Regions from separate parts of the Mus musculus genome. Here region 1 is linked to region 2. Evidence: chromatin contacts called from public HiChIP or PLAC-seq data. All regions are on one chromosome and are shown on one strand. Each heading gives the region's core, a stretch centred on a gene start, on an enhancer-like site or on the middle of the called end of the contact. The rest is flanking DNA. Distances are from core to core; before and after follow the strand shown.

Evidence for each region. HiChIP or PLAC-seq counts read pairs in DNA pulled down with a chosen protein or histone mark.
Region 1: an H3K27ac HiChIP or PLAC-seq map of microglia shows a contact between it and region 2, with 4 times the contacts expected there. The contact joins two enhancer-like sites. A contact is called at or near these places in 2 of 484 Hi-C or Micro-C datasets (cerebral cortex and macrophages) and 2 of 115 datasets of contacts at active chromatin or transcription factors (acute myeloid leukemia and microglia).

Annotation. Positions count from the first base shown.
Region 1 is chr1:55,835,307-55,838,408 of GRCm38.p6, reverse strand. No RefSeq gene overlaps it. Among named protein-coding and RNA genes, the nearest start is that of Gm32949, 52 kb to the left of the region's middle. Within about 2 kb of position 1,453, at least 16 of the 459 cell types and tissues checked have an H3K27ac peak or open chromatin away from gene starts, as enhancers often do. A contact at or near this core is called in microglia, where this site is marked.
Region 2 is chr1:55,505,950-55,508,872 of GRCm38.p6, reverse strand. The region is part of intron 1 of Plcl1 (phospholipase C-like 1); the gene reads right to left. It overlaps Gm39642 (a long non-coding RNA gene), which reads left to right. Exons shown (of 4, transcript XR_003947824.1): 1 at 1-2,923. Among named protein-coding and RNA genes, the nearest start is that of Gm39642, 5.4 kb to the left of the region's middle. Within about 2 kb of position 1,637, at least 22 of the 459 cell types and tissues checked have an H3K27ac peak or open chromatin away from gene starts, as enhancers often do. A contact at or near this core is called in microglia, where this site is marked.

The DNA of each region.
Region 1 (3,102 bases), core at 204-2,703, 330 kb before region 2:
GGTTGAGAGAAATGCCAGCAGAGGGCAGTGTAGAGGCAGGCATTCTCGCACTGCCTCGTGAGACTCCTGTCAGCTGCATTGTGATTTTCCCCACAGTAGAGAAATGCTTTCCTAAACCCAAATCTCTGCTAACAATAGATAGCAGGAAGTACTAGTAGCTCAGGGCAGAAAAAAATAGAAAGGTCTGGGTTACTCCTTAACACTGGTTTGATCCCAGAAGACCAAAGTTCACAAACCTCAGAGTGTTCAGTATCCTTGCTCCCGTTGTTGGGCAGAGAGGAAGAGTAGGGGAAGGACATGAAGCACACATCTCTGAGGTCGATGAAGTCAATAACTTGAGACTACAGTGTACCCATGGATTCTGTTGATCTCTTCAGATGACATTTAAGTCATCTTAGTCAATGAAGTCAGGCACCAAATTATGCTGTCATGATCAAGGGAGCATCTCCTTTGAAAATACTGTCCAAATTACTATTATTAATATGTAACTGTTTCAAATCGTCTCATTCTTGAGCTTTATTCTATGGGCTTTATCAAATAGCTAATGCGTCTTAGCATTCATATTTCTCATAGTTTATTACGATAACTGAATATTACCACGTCAAAATCATCAAGAGTTTGGCAGGATTGTTTTAAGAATAGACTTTTAGAACAAGCACCAGGAAAGAACATTATATAAAACCCAATTCAGATGTATTCCTTATCCATTCCTATGGAGTAGTAGCTGAACAAGAGGTGGCAGGAAACACAGACTTGTGCTTTACTGAATGGCTCACAGTCTAGGAGCAAAGCAGGAAATGAAACCCTAAACACCCCTTTCCCAGAAAAAAATACATTTTCAGTGGTGTCATAATAAACTCTAAGACAGTGTTTCTCAACCTGTGGGTTATGACCCCTTTAGGGCCTGAATGTCTCTTTTACTGGGGTCACCTAACATCATCAGAAAGCACATATATCTATAATATGGTTCCTAACAGTAGCAAAATTACAGTTAAGAAGTTACAATGAAAATAATTTTATGGTTGAGTGTTGAATACAGCTTTTGCTACCCCACCTAAGCTCCGGGAACAGGCCACACTACCAGCCCCCACCCAACTTCCCATGAATCCATGGATAAAAGGCACAGACACACAGTTGTTCCATTGCAATTTTCCCTTTTGGCACAGTTGTTGGGCACTACTTATCTCCTGCCCGAAAAACCGTGTCCATATCAACACTCTTAGCTCTGTACCTCTCTGCCTGCCCTCAACTTTAGTTGCTCAGCTACATCTAGTCTCAGCTAAATATCCTCAAGTGCCTGTCTGCAGGAGTGGCCACAGGCCACAGTTCCACCCGAAATCTCACAGGGCTGCTTGGTTTTTCTCTCTCCTCTCCTTCCTTGTGTCTCTCTGCTTGCCTCCAGGGACCTGGAAGTCCTGCCTATCTGCCTTTCCCTTCTGCCCAGCAATTGGCCCATGGCTTCTTTACTGACACATCAAGAACCAATTAAGGAACAGCAACTTAGCATTAGACCCACCCTTACAGTTAGGGGTCACCACAACATGAGGAACTGTGTTAAAGGGTTTCAAAAGGTTGAAAACCTCTGTCCTAAGACAACTAACATAGAACAAAGTTCCGTGCTAACTGAGGCCTCTACAGACAGGTTGAGTTGGGCTTTCTAAGTATCTGCACTTTCTTTACCTTTTAACCACCCAGGTCATGGCAACACTGAACCAGTTTCTAAGGATATCTCTATCAAAATTTAATGTTTCTGTGCCAGTCAAATACAAACATGGTTTTATTGATATTTTACAAACATGGTTTTATTGATATTTTCTCTTTCACTGAAAAGAAAAACAGAGAAGAATTGTATTGGAAGGGAATGAAAGGCTCTAAGAATCACATAAAGGTTCAAACAACATGGAGTCAGCCAAATATGGCTCTCAAGGATTCCTGGGGAACCATGAGTTAGAAAATATGCCTATGATATAATCCATTGTATAACGATTTTTGGCAAATTGCCACTTTCGTGTAATTTCATATAAATATGTTCTTGAGACCAAGCAGGTGCTTATCCTCGTGCACATTTGCCTGTGGTCCTTTCCTTTCCTTTATCTCCCTCCATTCTCTCTGGCTTCCAGGCTTGGGTCTTATAGTAGGATGATGTAAGAGATTTTTCCAAGCAGAAGATAGCTCTCTGGTGATGCAGAGAAATAATTGCTAAATGTGCTTGGAGCTAGACTGCCTAGCTTGACTCCATCTCTATCACTATTTATGAAACACTGGGGAAGTTATTCTTTTTATACTCCCACTTTTCTATGTAACATGGAGCAGATGTCTCTAGCCCACAACACCATGAATATCCAACAGGCTACCCATGTTGAAACAACAGCTGACACATAAAACATAGTCGGCACTTATTACATATGACTTCTAGATGATGTCATTTTGCTAGCTGTCTGATATTACCAAGTTCAATTACAGGTGTTCAGACTTGTTATTTTTAAGACTTTGATGATCATATTCCCCAAGTTAGTTGACTTGTTCTGCTGACCTGAGACTTTATCGATCAGTTTATAACCTGGATTTCCTATGCTATTTAGCTGTACTGTTTTATAAAGCTTTTTCTAAGAATGTCTGAATTTTACAGTTACACATATACAATCAATCACTTCAGTTAAATTATTTCATAATAGTGAATATGACACATGGCCCATGGCACAATTTGGTGGCTGTGGACACATTCCTCTTTTTTATTATAGCAAAATTCCTCTTCACACAAGAGACGTATATGGTGCTTTAGGCCTAGGGATTTCCTCACACAAAAAGGATGTGTGTCAAGACAAAAAAAAAAAAAAAAAAGAAAAAGGTTACTCTGCAAATAGAGAAAGCAATGAGCTTATGCTCTATCTTTAGGTCTACTGCCTGCCACACTGCTGCCAACATTATATCTGAAACACAGATGGGACTGTTATCCTGCTGCCTAATAGTTTTTCAAAGGCTTCTCACTGCCTAGAAAAATGTTCAAACTCCTTAATAAACCCTAAACTTGGAACAATCTGTTTCTACTCTGCCTTTGTAAGTCCAGACACTCAGTTCCCGCTCCACATTGGGTCTGATTTC
Region 2 (2,923 bases), core at 388-2,887:
CTGTGCTTATTTCCCAAATTTATGCTATGTGTCCTTCTTCACACACACCATCAGTGATGTACACAAAGTACAGTACATGTTCATCATTTACTGGCTCAGCACTAGCTATACCAGAAACAACCTAAGACTTTACTGTTCAGAAACTACCTAGATTAACCACATCACAGCCAGTAAAATGTGATGCTTCATTGAAAACAACAACATATATTGATTTGAAAGGACACCAGAATATGTATTGGAAACATACAGCAAATTGTAAATATAAGTATAAAAGGATCTTGACAAATACACACCCAAACATGAACATGGGGACTTCAGATCAGTAAGATTATGAATAGCATTTATTCTCTTCTGTATATTTATAAGCTGGCTCTTTCAGAACAAGTGTCTCTAACGTTTGTACATTTTAAACTTTTCCACATTAAATGTTTATAGAAGCAACATTTCATTGTACATGACAACTTTCATTTACTGTAGGTTGGGAAGGCTGAATATGTTGCTAAGAGGCAGAAGGAGAAAGTAGGAAATGGAGTAGTCTTAGCAACCAACTCTGTTCCTTCAACTGTCTGGGATTCTGAAAAGTAATTAACCATTCTTTGATATCTTATGACACTTTTCTAATAAAATCTGTGGCTCTCAGTAGAAACAGCACAGGACAAATGACAAGAAGCTACCTGCAGCCCATGTTTTCAGTTGTCAAGTTCAGCCTCCAACCTATGTCACTTCTCCCCGAATGTCACTTTCCATAACATCCACTGGCCAAGATTAATCTGTTAAATACTGTGCTTTACTCTATTCCACATGACTGAAAAATTGGATGTGTGAGGTGATGTCAGTGACTCCCAGTTACTCTCACCAAAGTAGAGCGTCTTTATTGCTATGAGGGCTCGGGGTGGTGGAGGCTTCTCACCCAATTTTCTTCTAGGACAAGGAAAACTTACAACACATTTTGTTTTAATTAACATTTTACATAAACCATTCTAAAGAAAGATAAATAAATTAACATTTAATTCATGCCTCGACAATAGGAAGGAAATGTCAATTAATCTGACATTTGATTGATGTTGACATTCAACTAAAAATTAAGATTTGTAAAGGAAAAGTAGAAACAGTTTTAAGGCTCTACTAAAATTTTATGATAGTTTGGCTCTAGTTTTAATGTTTTAGTATATCCTATGCTTGGATAATACCAACAGGAAAAATATGTTTTGTCACAGCTTAATAACTTTAACATATTTTCAATGTGGGTTCTCAAATTCTAATCTACAGGAAAACGAAGTAAATATGGGATGGGAGACTTAAAAGACATTGTAGAATATTAACACAGTGTAAACTAAAGCTTAAGAGTTCTTAAAGCACAGGGTCTGCTGTGTGTGTGTGTGTGTGTGTGTGTGTGTGTGTGTGTGTGTGTGTGTTTTCCTTTAGTCTAACTCACAGTCATCTCTCTAAGGTAACAAAATGCACATGCGCCTTCTTGAGCCCTAGGCTTAAGAATGTGGAGCTCATTTGGCACGGTTATTTGGAGTATTGTTCATGTCATAAGACCTACACACAGAAATGGAGTCTACATGCCCACCCTAGAAGGGGAAGGGCCATTCTTGCCTTTTGTCTTGCTGTAGCTACATGACCCGAATGACTCACCGAGCTTCTGAGAGCTCCCTACTTCCTCATCTACGAAACAGACACAGATCTAGAGGGTGTCTAGGTTCTTCCCAGAACAAAACTTCTTAAAGCTCCAGTCTTTACGTTCATTCCCCATACACACAACTACAAATCTGGAAAGATCATATTTTTGTAATCCAATGAAAATGCAAATTTTTTTAAAACTGCATTTTAACAAAATTTTCTCTGAAATTTTGAACAAGGGAAGAAGATATTAAGGTCATTTTCACGTGAAATTTTACTTTCAGCATCAGGACTGTCCCTTCTTGCTCATCAACATTACAAAGCCACCTCCTTTCACTGTCTCATGAATCTCCCCAGATACTTGGCTGTCCTAAGTACAAAACTGGTAAGAATAATGAAATATGCTAAAGGCAGAAAACATCTAGTAGATAATGATAATTAACTTTGTCTTCCAAAAATATAATTGAAAGTAGACATTCCAATTTCTTAAAATACTATATACCAGTGTGCCAGCTGGCTATTACCAAATCAGAAATAAAAACTAACATTCCATTTAGTATCGGGTGTGGTAGTATATTCATGATGTCACTAATTTCTCACAACTCTATGAGGAAGTATTATAATTATTCCCACTCGACAGCTGAGGAAGCTAAAATTCCCTCAGTTTCAAATGGGAAGCTAGAAATCACCAGACCCACAACTGACCTCCTGCTCTCGTCCTCTGAACCCTTTGCTCTCCCCATGACAATCCAAGCTTACAAACACTTAACATTTACACCAAACACAAGTTTACCTCATTCAATGACAATGGCTGATCACAGATATGCTAAACTACTTCTGTGGTTGTTGAACACATATGACAGAAAAAGTCTACCTTCCAATACTTCAAAATTAAAAAGGGAAAAGAACCACACAATTGAAAAGAAAAAAACTAACCTCAGTTTCCCAACAATAAACAAAATAGTCTGGCAGCACTCAATCTCTGTTAATATAAACACTGACAGTAAGAATAGCTGTTTCTCCCTCACTATTTGACTACCACGATGTAGGGATGTAGGAAATTGTTTGTAAATACTAGCAAGAATATGGGCAACGGGGAGATTTCATTCACTGCTGGTGGGATGCTAAATTGGCTAGTGAGACTCAGTGTGGAATCAATATGGTTGCTTCTCAAAAACCTAAAAATAGAACTGCCATAGGAACCAACCGTCCCATTCCTGGGCACTCAACCAAAAGACTGTGCATCGTACTACACAGACAAAAGTCCACATCCAAAGTCCACACTCATTGTGACACT